Regions from separate parts of the Columba livia genome. Here region 1 is linked to region 2. Evidence: chromatin contacts called from public Hi-C data. All regions are on one chromosome and are shown on one strand. Each heading gives the region's core, a stretch centred on a gene start, on an enhancer-like site or on the middle of the called end of the contact. The rest is flanking DNA. Distances are from core to core; before and after follow the strand shown. Region 1 holds the start of ARL3 (ADP ribosylation factor like GTPase 3). Region 2 overlaps CNNM2 (cyclin and CBS domain divalent metal cation transport mediator 2).

Region 1 (5,207 bases), core at 1,095-3,594, 190 kb after region 2:
TGGGGCTGATTGGGACACCTGGGCTCCTACTGGTGTCCCAGGGACACTGAGGTGTTTCAGGAGGGGAAACGGAGTGATGTGGGTCTGAGCACGATTTGGGATGTGGGAGGGTGGAGATGGGCTGGGAAGAGGGTGACCCAGCAGCACTGGAAGATGCCTCACCCAGGCTGGACCTCACCAGCAAACAGGGGTGGGATGGGGATCCACTGGGAAAAGCAGTGTCCGTCCCACACATGCTCTGCATCGGGGAGGATCGCTCACACCCCAGCAGCCATTTCGGAAGGGGAATGCAGGGGGCTGTTGGCATGAGCTGTGGATGCTGTAGCAGCCTGGCCTGGCAGCACGTTTAGTCCCCAGTTTTGGCAGCTGTTATGGTCCATGGAGCAAGAGCAAAGGTGATGCATGGCTTGGCCATGTTAATCATTACAAGCGTCCTGGGAAGTGCTGAGCTGAGAGCGCAAGGTGAAGACAGACCGTCCCCAGCCACACCAGGGACCAGGAAGACCCACAATGTTTCTGTCACAGGCTCAGCACCGGGGATCAGGCACAGGGACAGCCAGCCCCAGAGGAGGCACACTGGCCATGCCTCAGCCATTGGGAACCCTTTGAGGGGCTGTGGGCTGTCAGGGCCCAGCATCCCCAGGGGCTCACCGATAGAACTGGAGCATGCAGCCAGTGAGGGCCATGCCCCCGGGCACCTGGAAGGACATCCTCCCAATGAGGTTCATCTTCTCACCGCTGTCGGGGTGGAAGGCCGAGTCATACAGCTTCTTGGCGTAGAGCAGCTGCTCCTGGCTGCTTCCCGGTGGCACCAGCCCAGCCCTGCAAGCCCAGAGCCCGTTGGCAATTGTCATGCAGACCCACTGGCACCTGGCGCTGCCAGGGCATGGAGCCCAGGGCACCAAACATAAAAGGCAGAGGAAACTTGTTCCAGCTTGAGGCTCCCAGAAGCCTGGAAAAAATTCCCCCAAACCACCTCCAACAGATGTTACATCCCAGCACACCCCCTTGTGAATGACCACCTCCATCACCACACAGGGTGATCGGGTATGGCCGCAGGCAGAGGGATGGCACCTGCCCCAGCTGCACCCCTGCCCCTCACCTGCAGCCTTCCACAAGGGCCTTGGCCCGGTCTAGCTCCTCCTCCGGCACCAGCACGGTCCGCGGGTCGGTGATATTGAAGAAATGCTTCAGGCGCCCCATGAAGGTGCTCTGGTCCCAGCGTGGGGTGTCAATGTTGAAACCATTGGGGACAGTGGCCATTTCAGCACAGGTCTGGGCAGGGGGAGAGAGTGGCTCAGGAGGATCCTGCCTCGCTTGCCTGCCAGGTGTGAGGCTGCTGTGGCCACAGGAGCAATTAACTGGGCAAGAACCATAGCATGTTTATATTTAATGGGAAAGTTGGACTTTGAGCAGCTCTGAGCCCAGGAGCCTCCTGCACCCCTGCTATCAGCTGAAAGCCTGACACAGCAAGGCTGTTCCTTCACACCCCACCCTCCCTGCATGTATTCCCTACCTGTATCCCCAGCACCTGGCACCCATTCCTGGGGGTGGGACTGTGCTGCACAACACTGCAGGGCCCAGCTCCTCCTCCGCCAAGGCTGCATGGCCCTGCCCTGTGAGTGCTCCCCGCTGGGGCACCGCACTGCAACCCCCCCACACACATAGCATGTCACTGCATCCCCTGCACTGTGCTGTGCTGTGTCCCTCAACGTCACTGCATGCCCCCATGGCAGTAGACTGCACCCTCCAATGCTGCGCTGCAGCCCCTCCCCGAACACTGCCTGTACCCACTGTGGCACAGCGCCCTCCAGTGACTGCACTGCACAGCCCCACCGCATCCCCCGTGGCGCTCCACTGCACTGTTCCGCACTACACTGCACCCTCTCATGGCACTGCTGCTGCACTGCATGTTCTCCGTAACACCGACGACACACTCCTGTGACTCTGTCACACTCTCCCCCACACCGTTGTACCGCATCCTCCGTGGCGCCGCACTGCACGGTTCCCATAGCAGCGTGGGGAGCGTGCAGCGCGGCGTGGCGTGGCGTGGCGCTCCACTGCACGCCTCCCTTGGCCCAGCCCGGCCCGTAGTGCTGCACGGCGCTGCCACACCCGGCCCGCCAGCAGCACCGCGCCCCCGCCACGGCACTCCCGCCCCGCGCGCCGTGGCGCGGTCCCACGTGGCGCTACCTGCAGGCCCCCGGTCCCTCACCCACGCGACCCTAGCGACACGTGGACAGCTTCAGCCAATCACAAACACCCCCACAACCACACCCGTCCCCTCCCGGCAGGGCGGCCCTTTGTAGGCATGCGCTGGCTGAGGGGGCGGGGCCTAGTGCCACGGCCAGCAGCTAGCCCCGCCCCTCCGCCCACCGTCGGCACGTTCCGTACGTACGGCGGGAAGCGCTGACGCTGTACGTAGCGGCGGCGTGTGTGTGACGCAGTTGCCCATGGTAACCCCGGGGCCGCGCAGAGGATGGTGAGTGGGGCGGGGGGCGCCGGGGGGAGCGCGGCGGGGACGCGCGGCCCGCCGGGATGGGCAGAAGGCCCGGGGCAGCCTGGGCCCGCCGGGCAGCGGAGGGCCGGCGATGCCCACCTGAGGGGCCCGGCAGGCCTGAGGCCGGGGGTGCCCGCCCCGGGGGAGCGTGGGGTCGTGGGATCTGAGACACCCACCCGGGGATCTCGCGGACCATGGGGCCGTCGTGCCCGGACGGGATCCACGGGAGGCGATCTGGCAAGCCTGGGACCATGAGGGCTGGTGATAGCCACCTGGGGGATCTGGCAGGCCTGGGATCACAGGCACTGAGGTTGCCCACGGGGGATAGTGTGGAGGAGTTGGGGCACCAGGGACCTGGTTAGACAGTGGCTTATAGTCAGGAGGGCACAGGGGCCTGGGTCCACGGGGTCCGGGGACACCTAGGCAAAGCCATACCGCTGGGGTTGGGGACAGTGTAAATTTGGGGCTTCCAGCCACGGGAGACCCTGGCTGGGGTTCTGTCAGGAGCTGGAGGCTATGTGGGACCCAAAGAATGGGGTTGAGTTGAGTCCTGGTGGGGGCTGGGAGGCTTTAGGATGTTAGGGGATTTGGGGGGGCAGTGCTGAGGGGAGATCAGCCTGCCTGGAGTTATAGTGTCATAGAACTGTTTGGGTTGGAAGACACCTTCAAGCTCATCTAGTCCAACCCCCGTGCAATGAGCAGGGACATCTTCAGCTACATCAGAGTTGATTCAGTCAAGGTGCTGAAGGTGTGATGGAGCGTTGGGTGCTCAGGAGGGCTAGGGAGCAGGGTGGCAGTGGCCCATTTGGCCTGAGGAAGGAAGGAACGATGGAGAAACCTGGCAAGGATGGAGGACACTGTTCAGGGGCTGAGTACCATGGAGGGCCTGGCAGCATCTGTGACTGTGAAGGGACATTGGACAATCCAGCCAAGGTGGGAGGTGGCCACCCCAAGGTCTTGGATCCTGGCTATAGGAGAGCTTGCTGATGTGGAAGGGCTGGTTGTTGACAAACTGCCTTAGAAGGGGAGTTCAGTCATGGCAAAGAAAGGCTGGATGAAGGGGTTGGGTGTTCAGGGATGGACTGGGCTGAGGCAGAGTCCTCAGAGCCAGAAAGAAGCCTGCCCGTTGGGTGGGATGAACAGACTGGCGAGTCACAGAGAAAACCCGGTCAACATTGGCCAGCTAGAGTAGTTTGCTGAGATGTTGTTTGCTCTGGGGGGTTCTGCCAGGGGCTGGAGAGATGAGGGACAGTCTGTGCTGAAAAGAAGAGATAAGAATACACCATGGGAAAGGCTGGAAGTGAAGTTTTGATGCTGATGAGTTAAAGAGAGTACCTGGGGAGGAAAGAATCATTCACTGGGAGGAATGAATTGACAGTGAGCAATGTGGACTGAAAGGAGGAATTTGGGTCTTGGGTGCAGCAAAGGATCTGGTTAGGGTGGAGGTCAATGCTGGGAGATGGGCGGGGTGGTGAGGATGTAGTGCCTTCTGAGTTGAGGTTGAGGTAAAGTTGAATGATGAACTTGGGTGTTGGAAACAACTTGGGTTTAGATGCCAGAGTAGCTGGGATGGGACAAGTGGGATGCTGGCAGATTCCAGCCAGGACTGGAAGGAAGAGTTGGGGCTGCCAGGTGAGGGGTGGTGAGAGCTGTGGTAGGTGGGGGAGCTGCTGCAAAGGATGCAGCACATGCAGAGAGCACAGGCAGAAGGAAACAGCCATGGGGAAAGAGCTTTCCCAAGGGCAAAGCCGTGTTTCGTCCAGGAGCCCTCTGGACACAAGCTGGGTTCATGCGAGTGGACAGCACGGCAGGCGGCATAAGCAAGAGCTACAAAGGCAGCTCCTCATCTTCACTGGGTTAATTCTGGCTGCGTCTCCACCTGCTGGGCCACAGAGAAAGAGATTGAGATAAGGCCTGTGGGATCTGCTCTATTTTAGATCAGTTGATGATGGAGCGTGTCACACCAGACACCAAAGCCATCACAGGATGACATCTGCTGTAAAGATGAGGGCAGCTGCCTCCAGCAGTGCAGTGCTTTGTGGGACACATTTGGCCTGCAGCTGCTGCTGGCCAAATCTGTGCCTCTGCCTTGTGATGTCCCGATAAGCTGGTGTAGTCTGCGATCTGGCTGCTGTTATCTGAGCGCTTTGTGTGTGGAGAGGGCGGACTGGGTGTTTTCCAGTGTTCATGTTACTTGATACAACATTTTACTGCCTCTTTGTCTGTTTTTCATTTCTGGGAGTTGCTTTTTGAATTGCAGCCTCTTGGGCAGGGTGGGTGGCACTTTGGGGTGCCCAGTGGGCTGGCTGGGCTGGGCAGAGGACTGCATAGCTCTGCACTGTCTCTCTAGATTCTCAACTTTCACTAAAACAGAATAATCCTTAGTGGTGAAAACTGTCTGAAACACCAGTGAATATATCCAAAGCAGCTATGGCAGCCTGAGGGTGTGGGTCAGCAGTCAGAAATGAACCAGACAGCTTGATGTAACAATTTACTGCTTGACATCTGAGCCCTGGTAGTGCCCGTGAGCATGTTTCTGGCATGTCATGGTTGCATTGGGAAGTGCTTAAACCCCTTTCATTGACTGACTGCTCCAACTCCAGTGATAAGAGGGTTAATGCTGAGGTTTAAATTATTTCAGTGTTCATCCAAGTGAGTAAGTACAGAGGGGAGGTGTCTCCTTCTGCAGAGCATACCAGCATTTCTT
Region 2 (4,763 bases), core at 1,372-3,871:
GGAGAGGCTTATTTAGGAATTAATTAATTAAAATAATCAAAGTAACAGTGTTTGATCAACAGAGAGAAAAGCCACAATGAGAGATAACAGAGGCTCTAAAAATCCCTGTGCTGTGCATCATTCACAATGTATTCCATAACTCCTAAAATCTGTTTTGCTGCAGGAATAATAATATCATGACACTTTGAATCTGCTTTGACATCCCTGGTTGCCAGTTTCCCTACCTGCCATTGAAAGCCGGTCTTTTGTAAAGATGCATAAAAAGTAAGAAGCATTCAAAGGGCTCACCAAATACAAGTGGCATTTTGAAGCATGAACAGAGCAGATATCAATGTTTTCTGAACTATGAGGAGGTAAGCAACCTCGTCTCATGTTCTTCTTCGCCAGTCTCAAAAACGATACTTATCCCCATCCGTGGAAGATAACCAAAATAGTTCAGCTTTGCTTAGACCCCTTTATAGGCAATAACGTTTGCATGTTTTAAGATTCGGATTATTAGACTACCAAGCATTCAAGCTATTCCAACCCAGACTTACTCATGCTTAAAGAATGAAAATATCCTGAACAAATTAGACGAGGGAGGAAAACTTATCAACTACTGATATAAACATTGCATCAGGTCAAGTCAATTCACTTTGGTAAGTTTTTCACATCTGCTTTCCCAGGGACCCAACATAAGCAGTTAAAAACAAATTCTTGGTGAATGCTGTCTGTCGAAAGTTAAATTCTTTTGCTATTCCCAGCTTGTGATCATTTAAAAGGAATTTTCCAAAGCAGGGTCTAATATTAGACTCAAAATGAAGTTTCCATTCCACTTAGGCGATATTCTCACCAAAGTAACTACTGCATAATCTGATTGTCTTGGAGCTACTCGTTTAGATGCAGATGGACATACTTTAAATACCAACTCCACAGCACTGCTGAGTCTTATCTTGAGGAGACCTTATTCTACAGTGAATTAAGAGAAAGAAGATTTGTGATTTTAAAGGATCAACTTTCATATTGTACTGAAAGTCTTTCACTCTGCCAGGTTTTATTTCTTTGCATTCCTTGTAACACTTCCAGCTCTTTTTAACACTCAATGAACAGCATTAAAAGAAAAAAAAAAAAAGGTGACTTAATACAAAGATGAAAGACCTAAGTACTATTACCATTGCTGTTCTCCTTTAATACCTTACTCCAATTACATCCTTCAAATATGATGACGCTCAAGGACAAATGTAGCACAAAAAACTGTCACATGGGCAAACAAAAATATTGTAATTTATTTCCCAGAGCCTGCTCAGATATTAGTATATTTGTTTTCAAGTCAAAAGACATAACTCCTTCAAGAAGCTTTCTATCGCAGACCAGAGCAGCTGGCTTGCACATGCTTATTCAGATGCGAATTCCCGAGGATCACCATTCACACACATTAGGAAATGGTAGGAGTGCTCAGATCTGTAGAAGTAGGCAAAGTTCAAAAACAAACAAACAAACAATGCTATCAAACTCGTTGTTTCAGCTTTAGTCAGAATCACTAAATTACAGCCCTCTCCTCTGCTTCTGCACTGCCTAAGATAAAGCTGAACTAGGTGATAAAATTCTACATTTTGAAAAGGACAGTCCTTCTAACAGTAGAGTCCTGGACACATCTACAAGCAACGGGAGAGATTTATGGAACTGGGAAAGGAGCTGAGGGGCTGCACCACCACGGGAAGCTGTGCATGACTTTCAGCCACAAAACCAGTTACCTGCCCTCTCCATTGGGGTGTGGTCCTCATCAAGAATTTAAAATACGTTACACTCTCCCCATTTCAGTGGCCACAGCACTCTGATCTGAGCAAGAGTCACGATCATGAGACCAGTGGCCAAAGTCTGTACTCACTACTGATCTCTTATGCAAAGTGAGCTGATAAGGAATTAGTTATGGGCATCTATCCAACATTTTGCACTTTCTATAAAGAAAAAGAAGGCTAGAAACATTTTTTTCTGGCTCTGCCATGATCTCTGATTTTTAGGGTTTTTTTTATTTATCACCCAAAGTATCAAGACCCTTGAAAGTCGTCTTAGTTTCAAATGTCATAAGACTCTTTGGTGGGTAACACCGATGTTCAGCTCTACCCTCATTATTAAAACTACATGTTGCAGAGAGTTTATCTGTTGAAAAAAGATAAATTATCCACGTGCAGGCTGACATGAACCTTTGTTCCCTCTTGACTATCAAGTTTCATGACTTTCACGAACCCACCACTTCGCTGAGGTCAGATGAATTTAAGGTAATCTCATGGGGCTACCCGTAAAAGGCTGCCTTCTGCTCCCAGTGTCTCCTTCTGCACTGGCTCCAATGCTCATGCAGTCACTTGACACAGCAGACCAGAGCTGAAAATTACATTTCTTGGGCCTTTGTCAGCTAATTTTGACCCAGATCCAGTAATTTGCCAGAAATCACCAAACAGCGGAACGTGCATCAACACTGTTGACAGAGGTGGCATGAGGATGCATTCCTGGACTGGCTGCCCTCTCATACTGCTGCGCAGGTGACTGCGAAACACCCTCCATGTATGGAAGTAATCAAGGCAGAAAAGGCTAAAGGAAAAGCCAGAGGAGTGCAAGGAGTTCTTTACACGTCGTAAAAGAGCACAACACAGCATGTGCCCTGCTTTAAAAAAGGCCTGCAAGTAAAGTAATGACTCCTCTGAGTGTTTTAAATAGAAATTGGCTACAGCTTTATTCAAAGACTTTATCAGTCCACTGGTATTTGTCATATTGTTGTTTTATTCAGCTGAGAAAGTGAAGTTTCAACTGTATTTTCCACTGCTAAGGACATACAACACATATTCAACAAGGAGTTGAACAAATTAAACGTCTAGGTAAGGAAACCTGGACTGCCTATATTATTCCTACAGCTTCGAGAGCAGAACACGAATTGAACTGAGAGAGAGCAAGCATACATGGAAAAATATATAAATAATTTCAATACTTCACTGATTTTTCGGCCACGGTGTCTAACCACACTACATCTATGGCATTAATCTTTCTTTAATCAGTCATGTTAAGTGTTGATGCAGCGAGACTGAGGAAGCAGGCGGCTCTGCAGCACGGCCAGATCTGATGACAGCGGCAGAAATGACCTGAGGGACGTGCAATAAGCAGCACCGGGACAGAACTGGGGGCAGTGCTCTGTCCCACAGCTCCTCTGTGGCCACGGGCAGGCAGCACTTGCTTTCTGCCTCAGCTTCCCCACCAACAGCAAGAGTGGGTAACATCAGTCAGAGCCTCTGGAGCTTATACACGCACACAGCTTCAGATGAGTCGTGGCAAACGCTAATTGCTCAGTTGCATTCATGGGCAACTAAAGGACCAAGGAGTTTTGTTAAAAGCAAATCCAGTCTCATCCCATTGCTCAAACTCTTGCTGCTCAGCTTGGATTTTGCTCTGTACCACAACTTCTGATTAATTTATTACGCTAATTAAGAAGCATGAAGATGCTTAGTGAAATCCGCATGAGTCAGTGAACCTAGAATGAGCTTGAGAGAGTCCATGTGATTGACTGACCATGCAGAACAGCACTGGAAGAAATGCTTGAAATACTGATTCTTTTACAGTACCTTGAGCATTCCTTGAAAAAAGAAATAAGAAAAAAATATTTCACGCTTTGATCCTGGGGTACTTATACATGTAGAGTAAGGATCTCAAGAATATTGCCATGCAGTTCAAACTAGAGATGAAAACATCCGATCAAGTTCAACATCTGCTCTAGTCAGCACAGAGGGTCCTGTCTGCATGGATAGATCTGTGCCCAGCCCACTCTCACATGCCACTTCCCCACAGACACATGAGAGGAAAAACGGGCTAACGAGAACATTATGAAATGCAATAAATGCAAACACAAAGTCACGAATCTGGACAAAATCAGCCCTGTGCATTTGTACTGGGGGCTGAATGACTGGGTCTGCAGAACAGGACCCTGAGGTCCTGGTAGACAAGCTACACCAGCCAGTGGCACACCCTTGCAGCAATGAAAACCAACTGCATAGATAAGGAAAACTTGTTCCCCATGAGGGTGGTCAAATGTTGGAATAGGGGCCCAGGGGGCTGTGAAATCTCCACCTTTGGAGGTATTCAAAACTCAGTGACCTGAGCCAACTTCAAAGGTAGACTGCCCTGAAGAGGGGGTTGGACCAGATGGCCTCCAGAAGTCCCTTTATAAATTATCCTGTGATTCTAAGAGACTTCGAAGGGTGAGGCCTGATGGAAATCCCATCCCAAACTTCATTTCAGACTTTTTGTTCCTGAATTTCTGCTTAGGCACCTAAAAAAATAGCAAATTTTTCAGTACAGAAGGATGATATGTAAAGATGGCAAGTTTTACTGATCTGGAATGCCACAATACAGGCTTGTACATGACCAAAAGTAATAGCGAAATGACACTACTAGCCAGACTATGCTGCAGAAAACTATAATAGTGCTGGCACAGCTTCAGAGCAAAAGAATGACCTTGGGAAGCGAGCAGTCCAAGAGCAGACACATAACTCTGAGCAGTGAGCAACAACCTATACGTGACGTGTATAAGCTTATATCATGAGTAAGCAACTAGAGATGTTTCTATTTCTGCAGAAGGAGGTTTATGAATCCAGTAACTGAGAACCTTTCCATGTGTTATTTTCCCCATGCAAGAAGCAAATCTCACTGAAGGCCCTCAGCTTCCTTCTGTTAAAAAAAAATCTGTGCTAAATCAAACCTATGGTAAGCATTTATAAAGCAGAAGATTCCCGTTAAGT

The links. Hi-C and Micro-C count contacts between places; a contact is called where the count stands out from the background.
Region 1: a contact with region 2 is called in a Hi-C map of liver, with 2.9 times the contacts expected there. The contact joins the promoter of ARL3 here to the enhancer-like site in region 2. A contact is called at or near these places in 2 of 2 Hi-C or Micro-C datasets (crop and liver).

Annotation. Positions count from the first base shown.
Region 1 is chr6:14,105,586-14,110,792 of bColLiv1.pat.W.v2, forward strand. ARL3 (ADP ribosylation factor like GTPase 3) reads left to right here and starts at 2,345. Exons shown (of 7, transcript XM_065067152.1): 1 at 2,345-2,482. The coding sequence starts at 2,480. SFXN2 (sideroflexin 2) reads right to left here. Exons shown (of 14, transcript XM_021295907.2): 4 at 1,103-1,275; 5 at 652-822. The coding sequence starts at 1,263.
Region 2 is chr6:13,919,515-13,924,277 of bColLiv1.pat.W.v2, forward strand. The region is part of intron 1 of CNNM2 (cyclin and CBS domain divalent metal cation transport mediator 2); the gene reads right to left. Among named protein-coding and RNA genes, the nearest start is that of CNNM2, 94 kb to the right of the region's middle. Within about 2 kb of position 2,622, at least 2 of the 3 cell types and tissues checked have an H3K27ac peak away from gene starts, as active enhancers do.